Regions from separate parts of the Oryzias latipes genome. Here region 1 is linked to region 2. A link is a contact called in public Hi-C data. All regions are on one chromosome and are shown on one strand. The core of a region is the stretch at or near the end of the contact, and the rest is flanking DNA. Distances in the headings are between cores, read along the strand shown.

Region 1 (4,931 bases), core at 511-3,010, 61 kb after region 2:
AAAGGTCTTTTATTTTTGCAAATTAATTGCATAATTATAATTAAAAGACCACTGGGAACACTTGAAAATGAATCAAAAGATGATACAAGTGGATCTTTAACTTAACACAAACATCTGTTTGGCCTCCTAAAGTTCCTTTGGTAGGAAGAATGTTCCTTAATGACCAAAAGAATTTGCAGTTCAAGTCCAAGCAAACAGAACGCCATTGGGGGACCTTTCTGTGTGGAGTTTGCATGTTCTCCCCGTGCATTTGTGGGTTTTCTCCGGGGACTCCAGCTTCCTCCCACCATCATAAACATGCTAGGATAGAATGTGACTTGTGTGGCCCTGCGACAGACTGGCGACCTGTCCAGGATGTACCCTGCCCTCGCCCACGAGTGGCCAGGATAGGCTCCAGTAGCACTGGAAAGGGACTAAATGGGTTTAGAAGATGAATGAATAACTGTAGTTGACATGTATAACTTTATGAGCATTTAATAATGAATAATATTTGACCTTTTATGTTAAGCTAGATTAAATGTTGACAGAGGTTTTCTTTTCCCAGACAGGCATTTTTTCATTTTATTTCTGGTCTTCAAATGCAAATTTAACAGTACTTCATCTTCTAAATCCATTTTGTCCGTTTTGGGGTCACGGGGCTGCTGGAGCCTATCCCACTTGTGCGCGAAGGCACGGGACCTCCTGGACAGGTCGCCAGTCTGTAGCAGGGCCACAATCACACACCCATTCACACTCACACTCACACCTAGAAACAATTTAGAATAACCAATAAACCTATGAAGCATGTTTTTAGACGGTGGGAGGAAGCTGGAGTCCCCAGGAAAAAAACATGCATGCACAGGAAGAACATGCAAACTCCACACAGAAAAGTCCCCCATTGGTGTTCTTTGAACTGGCAAGAGCGCTAACCACTGCTCCACTGTGCAGCCCATTCACAGTATTGTTGTTTTAACCCTTGTGCTATCTTAGATGACCCCACCCTTACTTTGACGTGTTATTCTTACCATGACAAAGGTGGATAAAGGTGGAAAGAGTTCATGTAATCCATGGACACCAGTGAAGATCACAAATCACTAAATAAAAAGGGTCAGGGCACTGTCTAGTGGGTCTAGATGACCCAACTCCCAACGTTAAATTGCCTATGATAGCACAAGGGTTACAAAGAGAAAAAAAGGTCTTTGGATATATTTATGAAATATGTAAAGAAATGAAAAAGTATGCTATTGCAAAAAAAAATCAATTAAATAATTATTTGCATTTAATATCATTATCAGGGTTCAAAGAACGCAGGCTGAATGCTGGCCCCACACATTTACACATCACTAAATCTGGTCTTCTTTGCCAAAAGTTAGAACACCTCTGATGTAGAGACTCTGCCTGTCTGACTGTTTTATTACCACTTACTTTATTTTACATCCAGAAATGGCATTTTTATCATCTGTCCACTGGGCGGCGCAAAGAATCAACGGTAGAAAATAACGTCACGCAGATCGTGCCTGAAGAAGAGCATCAGACAGAGCCTCACTCTGCTTTTTATTCCAGCCAACTACAATTTATGTGAACACGAAAACATATATTAATAACCCCAAAAAATCTAAGCTCTGACAGACAAATAAAAAAGGAGTTTTGTTATCTAATAATGCAAATGTTACGGATAATGGGTATTCGTTGTCGCTGTTTTTCTTGTTTGAGCAGTAACGCATTTTTTAAACACGAGTCACCCCTCTTCCCGCGCAGAACGTTTACTGTGCGTTCCTCTGCACGCACTGACACTTGTGGGTGCGTGAAGCGTAGCGCTGGTCATCAGTTTGCTGATTTCCAGGTGAACGAAGAGCCGCGGCGTCCTCCCCGACAGGCAAACGGCTGCAGGTGAGCAGCGTGTCTCCGTCCGAACCGCTATTGTCGCATTTACGGCTGCTGGGACAAACCAGTGTCGAACCACTTGAAGAAGTTGCAACTGTAAAACGAAAGCGGCCGTAAAAACACGGTTGTTGGTTGATTCCGTCTACCCTGACAGACAGAGCATCCTGGTGGACAGCCGTCAACTTCCACTAACCCTGCACGTGAGCTGACGAAGCCAGGTGTGTTTTACTTTAACACACCGTGGTAATACATGTTACTACACTGACACATTTGCACACATTTGGCTCGTTCTTCAGAGCTTTGGTGAATTCACCTCTGAAAGCATCGAGTCTTTGAGAGGCATTTTCTGCTGGGTGAAGGTGGAGGGGGTTTGCAGGTAAAGCCCGAGGTCCCAGGTCATCCCTGCAGCCAGATGTTGAGCCTGAGGTCACAGGTCATTCCTGCAGCCAGATGTTGAGCTTAAGGTCACAGGTCATCCCTGCAGGCAGATGTTGAGCCTGAGGTCACAGGTCATTCCTGCAGCCAGATGTTGAGCTTAAGGTCACAGGTCATCCCTGCAGCCAGATGTTGAGCCTGAGGTCACAGGTCTTTCCTGCAGCCAGATGTTGAGCTTAAGGTCACAGGTCATCCCTGCAGGCAGATGTTGAGCTTAAGGTCACAGGTCATCCCTGCAGGCAGATGTTGAGCTTAAGGTCACAGGTCATCCCTGCAGCCAGATGTTGAGCCTGAGGTCACAGGTCTTTCCTGCAGCCAGATGTTGAGCTTAAGGTCACAGGTCATCCCTGCAGGCAGATGTTGAGCCTGAGGTCACAGGTCATTCCTGCAGCCAGATGTTGAGCTTAAGGTCACAGGTCATCCCTGCAGCCAGATGTTGAGCCTGAGGTCACAGGTCTTTCCTGCAGCCAGATGTTGAGCTTAAGGTCACAGGTCATCCCTGCAGGCAGATGTTGAGCTTAAGGTCACAGGTCATCCCTGCAGCCAGATGTTGAGCCTGAGGTCACAGGTCTTTCCTGCAGCCAGATGTTGAGCTTAAGGTCACAGGTCATCCCTGCAGGCAGATGTTGAGCCTGAGGTCACAGGTCATTCCTGCAGCCAGATGTTGAGCTTAAGGTCACAGGTCATCCCTGCAGCCAGATGTTGAGCCTGAGGTCACAGGTCTTTCCTGCAGCCAGATGTTGAGCTTAAGGTCACAGGTCATCCCTGCAGGCAGATGTTGAGCTTAAGGTCACAGGTCATCCCTGCAGGCAGATGTTGAGCTTAAGGTCACAGGTCATCCCTGCAGCCAGATGTTGAGCCTGAGGTCACAGGTCTTTCCTGCAGCCAGATGTTGAGCTTAAGGTCACAGGTCATCCCTGCAGGCAGATGTTGAGCTTAAGGTCACAGGTCATCCCTGCAGCCAGATGTTGAGCCTGAGTTCACAGGTCATCCCTGCAGGCAGATGTTGAGCCTGAGGTCACAGGTCATTCCTGCAGCCAGATGTTGAGCCTGAGGTCACAGGTCATCCCTGCAGCCAGATGCAGAAATGTCACATTTGTTCTCTTTACACAGACAGATACAGCTGCAGCAGGTAGACTCCAGTCAACAATAGAGGAAGTACAGAAGAATCTGCTCTGACCACCAGGGAGCACTGACAGCTCAGAAAGTCCAGACCTCTTTGGGTTCATCTGGTTGCTACAGCATTAGCCAGAGGAAAAACGTAAACTTACTGTTGTGGATAAAATGATCAGAACTGATTAAACCTAAGAAATCACAATAAAACTTATTGTCCTGCTGTCAAACAGATTATTGATATGATCATTTTCATCAACGTTATTCAGAATAGATTTGCAGGATTCATTTCATCTTAAATTGACTTCGACAATAGCTTGCTGTCATTTGTTTTTTTAAATATTATTTTTTTAAACGTTTAATCAGGATTGTGTAGCCTTGCTACAGACTGCTGACCTGTCCAGAGTGTACCCCACCCTCGCCCAACAGTAGCCGGGATAGGCTCCGGCATCCCCGTGACCCCTAAAGAGATACAGTGAGTTAAGAAAATTGATAGATGGAACATTTAATCAGACAAGCATCTCCAACTCTGATAGAAGTTGAGAGGAAATAATACATTTGTTATGTGACAGCAGGAGAGTTTTTGTGAAATGTCCCTGTTCTTTTCACCTCTCGATCTGGTACTGGCTGCTCGGTGACAGCTGGCTTAGCATCATCGGAGCGAGCAGGGAAGCTCTCGTGCTGACGGCCTGCTTTGGGTTCCTCAGTGAAGCGTGTGTGATTGGTCCGTTACCTGCTCCTGTCAGCAGACAGGCAGGTCAACAAGTAAGACGAATTTTGAAAATGTAATGCCTGCTTAAAGTACTTTAATCTTTTTTCAGGATAAACTTTATTTATGCAGCAAGAACAGAAAAACCTGACTTTTAGCTTGTGTGCCAGAAGCAATATTAATATCAGGGGCGGAGCTACAGGGGGAGACAAAAAGCGTTGCCCCCCCCCCATTTTGAGTCACTAATAGTATCAGCATTTTATTTTACCAAAAAAGACTTCATCACTATCAGAAATGGTCTAAGAAGCTCTCAGATCAAAAAAAAGTTGCAAGAGGAACCGCATAAATGTACCTGCTGATAAGAGCAGTGTATCTGTATGTATATCTTAACATCAATGTATTGTTGAGATGAATAACTAACAAAAATCCAGATCAGCTGGATCTCTGCCTAACAGTTACAGAAGCAGACCTCCCTCTGTCACATTTGGTGTCACAGACATGAGGTCTGATAAGCTATTGCTCCACCCAGTTACACCCCAAGCCCCACCCTCTGTTCTCCAGTTGGAAGTTAACCTTGAAATATCAAATGTTACAGTTTCTCAAGTGGCCACTGGAGGCTGGTTCCAAAGTTAGGCAGTTTCTCCTCAGCTGTCATGTTAAAAGTCCAGTTTTACAGCAAAAGGACCCCCATTCACAACCCAGACCTTATTTTCAATTCAATTTGAAATTGTATAGCCCAAATTCACAACAACAGTCGGCTTCGTATAAATTAAAAAGTTAAACATAAAATCAAAAGGATCATGAATACATA
Region 2 (5,159 bases), core at 1,287-3,786:
AAAGTGTCAATGCATCCGAATGAAGCGGAGCGGGGGTCTTGTGGCCTGCCCAGTGTATTTTCTACGTCACAAATTGACTCTTTTTCCAACAGCATTTTTTTCATCTGCCTTAATTCACAAGGATTTGAATAAAGAAATTCTCAGAAATGTGGTTTTAATCCTAATTTTCTTTATCCGTGTCCTCTATCATGAGAAAAATCCCAAAAGAATATGTAAAAAATAATAAAAACATCATTTTCATCGAAGTGGGCCTTTAAAGACAGTGGAGCCCGACTGCTCAAACCACACTGTTTGTAAGAACATCATCCCTGGATCTCCTGCTCATTTCTATAGATACAAAGGGAGGCAGTGCATTTAACAGGCAGTCCTATACGCTGCATGGTTGTTTGTGGTACAAAGTTCAAGCTCGGTTTGTAACCCTTGTGCTATCCTAGGCACTTGAACATTGGGAGTTGGGTCATCTAGACCCACTAGACAGTGTGCTAAACCTTTTTTCTTCAATGATTTGTGAAACTCACTGGTGTCCATGGATTACAAGAAATCTTTCCACCTTTGTCATGGTAGAAACAACACGCCAATGCAAGGGTGGGGTCATCTAAGATAGCACAAGGGTTATGTGGTAAATGTCATCACTATTTTACTGAAAGACAATTTTAAAATGGGAGAAATTTCGAAGGAAACAGAGCAATAAACCAATTCTATAACGTGAGCGCTCTCGTTGGAAACACGATCTCCTTTTGTGATAGAGCAGATACATGACTGCAGACCTGTGCTGCAACCACAATAACAAGTCTTTTTTCGTTTCTGCAAACTGTTGCTGTTCACGGACATCTGATTCGTTTGCACTCCTGATATACTTTGCTGCATTCATACGTCAACACACAGTTTCTACTTTCTTGTTCTTAGCTTGCACATCCTGTGTGTCTCTGCCATAATCAGTGCAGCGTTTTGCAAATAATCCCTGTTGAGTGTGTGACAGAAGTGGAGCAGCAGGACAGAGATTCATGTGGATTCTGCTGTTATTTTCCAACAGACTGAGTCGAAAAGTTCGGAGTTCATTTAGCTGCAGTCTTCCTCTCCAAGTGTGCACTCAGGTCCAGATCGTGGGAAAGCATCACATCCAGTTTGATAAGGAGGCCAAACTGCATTGCTCTGCCTGTTTTCCACTCTCAATCGATACAGTAGGCATGTCGGCCCCATGAGCGGTCCTGCGTAAATGCCTCTTTCAGCACGTTATCGCTGGCATCAGATCCAGGGAGACGACTGAGATGAAACTGAAGCCAAATGTTTGCACAGATGTGCATTTTCTGAAGGTGCATCAGTCAGTTTTCTCCAGGACCATGTGATGTGTCACAGAATTCTGTTTCAGTATCCCTTTTCCACCAGAGCTCAACTCTAATGACTGCAACCAAAAAACAAGGGACATGTTGTTTTCCTCGTGGAAGGAGGAGGATCCACAATTTAGAGCGACTCAGTGTGACACAAACGCGTGAAGTGAGGACGCTCGCCACCATCTCTGCCTTGAATTAACCTTCTGCATATGTTAAGCTGCAATAACAGGTTTAGCTATGGTGTCTCGCCTCGTTCTCCTTCTGATTTAACTCCACATTACAGAGTTCCGCGGGGGCCCATATCCCTGCGTGTTAATCACTGCTCTTCCTGCCGCACACAGAAATATATGGCGACTGCTTGCAGAGGAACAGTGGAGGACAAAAACGTGCTCGCTCTTGGACACTACTTGATTACAGACTAATTGGTCTAGAGTGATTAAATATCTCATGCTTCTTGCTAATTGCAGCTATTTAAAGCAGCTATTAGCTTAAAATGCCTGCCGCCAACAGCCGTTTACTCATAAACAAAATGGGAGATGCAGCAGTTCATCTGTACCTCTCAGACAGCTCTGTACTGTGAAACTGCTCAGAGCGTCCCACATATTTAACCTGCCATGTTTTACGCAGGAGGCCAATACTGGATCTGAATCCTTATGTTTCCTTCGTGGGGAATTCAGATAAACTGCAGATGAACCTTTTTCTTTTTTCTTTTTGTATATTCTGTATTCAAACCAACTTTTATTGAGAGCTGATTTATGACACCGTTCGGAATAATTGTGTGCAACTTTTTGTCGGTACATTTTTTTGGGCTCAAAAAGAAAAAAGCAACAAAAAACAATTAATTCTTCTTTATTTTAATTTAGCCCCCTCCTTTGGCTCATTTTAAATCACTTGGGGGGGAAAAAGACAAACAGACTGTCAGATTCAAGCCTGAAGCAGCAATCAGAGCAGCTCAGGACAGTGAATGTGTGTACGCCCTCCAGCTAGGCTTCAGCCACAGCCTCTTTCATGACAACGAACCACAACAGCGGGAGTGAAAAAGAGGAAAAGGACAAAAGCTGCCACGAAAGGAAGAGTGGGGTTAAAGCGAGGGGGGGTGGGGGGTGAGGAGGGAGGACTTGGCATCACCCATGCCAGCCAGGCTCCCAAGAGACGAACGATGAATTACTGAAATGAGATCTCAGACAAACACCAAGCTGTTCGGCAGGACGCCACCCCCTCCACCGCGGGACACGGTGATTAGCGAGGGGGAACCAGGGGTCTGCCAAGCCCTTAAAGGATCTGTGTGTGTGCGCAGGGGCGTGTGCATGTGAGGGTGGCACCGGGACAACAACCATGTCACAGAACATGACCCTGAGGTGCAGCCATCAGAAGGGCAATATGGCGTTAAATACCGCTGCTGCATCAGAGCGGAAGGGCTCCAACTGCCTCCAATCAAACAGGTTTCTGTTCATCTAATCAGCTTAATTAACAGGGCTTCATTTACACGTCTTTGCCTCAAAAAGGAAACAAAGTGGCACGTTTGTGAGAGGAAACTGTCTTTTCAAGTCACGCGTGGACACATTTTGGCACGCTTTCCATCCAAATTCCCTGTTGCCTGTTTAAACCCACCTAACTGCTGCTGCCTATTGTTGATCCAGGCCTGCTGTGTATGCAAACATTCAACAAAATTACGCCTGAAATGTTAATTAAACAAAGCAAAAATATTCAATGGCTTTGCAGCATCAGAACAGCAAACATTTACGTTTCCAATCTGCAACATCCTGCATGAAGAGCAAAAATCATAGTTTTCCAGCCTCCCTCTGACACAAACATCTCAAAATTAGGGACTTCAGTGGCCTTTCAATCGTTCCTTTCCGCTTCCAAAGCAAAAGTCGCTGTCCACCTTCTTCAGACGCATCTTCAGTGCCGGCAGGGATGGACCAGCTGATTGGAAAACAAAAACCGCTGGTGGTTTCTGTCCTCCAGCATCTTTAAAAAGCTTCACTCAAAACCAGAGATGTTTTTCGGACTTTGATGAAGGAGACAAACAGAACATTAAGAGACTGAATTTCTGATGTTTAGAATTCTAATCTGACCAATCAGATTTCCACAGATGAATCTTTTCTCTAAATGGAAACACTAAGTGAAAATGGGATTTTTATTTCAGCTGCCGCCTGAGGAAAAACTGCCTCCCTGAACAGAAATCACATTGGTGCCTGAGATGAAAAATGAAGACAGTGAATAATTACTTTATTAATATTATATTTGGAAATAGAAAACTTTTATTTCACTGTGATGTTTCAGTTTCATATAGATTTAATAACCAGCTGTAATCATTTTGATTTGGATCATTTAAAATGTTAGGGAGTAAACCTTGAGCTCTTTGTGATTTTTGTCCGTCATCTCGTGCGATGAGAGCAGAGATTAAAATGAGATCATTTTATGCACTGACTGTAGTCTGCTAATATTTCTACATTGTGAAAAAAAACACTGAGCGCAAAACAAGATTTTTTTTGTCTGTAATTTTAAACTGTTGTGTACTGGATTGAGTCTATTCTGACACTTCAACTCATATCTTTGCTTCTGCCTTTCTCCATGCTAAACCCAGGAAGGAAATTTAAAATGCTTTTCATTGAAACATTATGAGATATTTTCACCCTATAATTCTAACTATATTCATTCCCATTCAATTATTTTAACGATTCTGCCACAAAAGTTTCTATAATAATTTTGCATAAGATCCGGTGTGTAAGCGCGTAGCCTCCATCTGATGAGCTGTGTGACTAAAGCGTGTTCATGTTTGACTGCAGGTCAACACTTTGGACCGCGGCCTGCTTCCTAACTGCTCATCAGATCAGGGGAACAGAGAGAAACTGCAGAGGAAGCCATCTCTGTGCAACATAGTGACTGTCAAAGCAACCAGCAAAGGAAGCAGCGACAAGCCAGTTATAGTAGACATACAAGCAAGTCTATTTTGTGTCGATGCAGCAAAAGACTCCTTTTAAACACACTAAAGCTGATAGAACAAGTTTAATTATATTATCTGTGAATCACCTCAGAAGCTGATTATTTTTCTTATTTCATTCATTTTACAATTTACAAATGGATTCTGTTTATGTTAAAGGTAAACTTGAAAATGGAGAACCTAAAAATTTTGGTGTAATGACAAATTAATGTGTAACATTTGGACGGAGGATGTGGGGGAAAATGTATTCACCTTACAGCAGCATGCAGTGTTAGTTGTTTCATTTAGGAGTACCACAGGGGTCACTGTTGGACATCTTTTGATCATGTCAGAGAAGAAGGGGAGGGCTTTAGGGCAAGAGGGTGACATGGGGGGAGGGGGTGCCGAGAGCAAGAAACAGAAACAGTGAAATGATTCATCAAAACAATTATGAAGAACCAATGTGTGATTTGACATCCACTGGTACGGTGTGTGGCATCCTGAAATATGCTGTTGAATTACTAAACGACGGCGACCCCCCCGCTATGCAGACCCAGCAGCCACTTCCCCCACATCCACATCCACCCCAAGAATAATTAAACCAGACTCAGGTACCGCTGGGGAACCGGTCATCCAGTGGGGAAAAAACTTAAATCTGGCTTTGTTATTGATAATATACTCATGTGATGAATTTGATTATTTATGCAATTTGATGAAACCAGAAAAAAAAAATACTATAAAACTCACACAAAATAAATTGTATCTGACTGGAAAATGCAGTAACACATGTCTAGAATACTAAAAAGAATACATTTGATATTAGGTAGCAAAAAGCAAATTAATAATCGCAACACATCATTTATCATCATGTGGTCAAACACTTTTCTGCGTGGTCTACAGAT

What was found. A called contact is a pair of places that touch in the nucleus more often than the background predicts.
Region 1: a Hi-C map of embryo shows a contact between it and region 2, with 2.1 times the contacts expected there. The contact joins the promoter of LOC101162865 here to the enhancer-like site in region 2. A contact is called at or near these places in 3 of 5 Hi-C or Micro-C datasets (embryo and fibroblasts).

The regions. Positions count from the first base shown.
Region 1 is chr16:5,793,726-5,798,656 of ASM223467v1, forward strand. It overlaps LOC101162865 (neurocalcin-delta A), which reads left to right and starts at 1,761. Exons shown (of 6, transcript XM_011484877.3): 1 at 1,761-1,869.
Region 2 is chr16:5,731,920-5,737,078 of ASM223467v1, forward strand. It overlaps LOC101162314 (DNA-binding protein inhibitor ID-4), which reads left to right. Exons shown (of 3, transcript XM_004077612.4): 3 at 4,124-5,159. Among protein-coding and RNA genes, the nearest start is that of LOC101162314, 7.0 kb to the left of the region's middle. Within about 2 kb of position 2,537, at least 2 of the 8 cell types and tissues checked have an H3K27ac peak or open chromatin away from gene starts, as enhancers often do. A contact at or near this core is called in embryo, where this site is marked.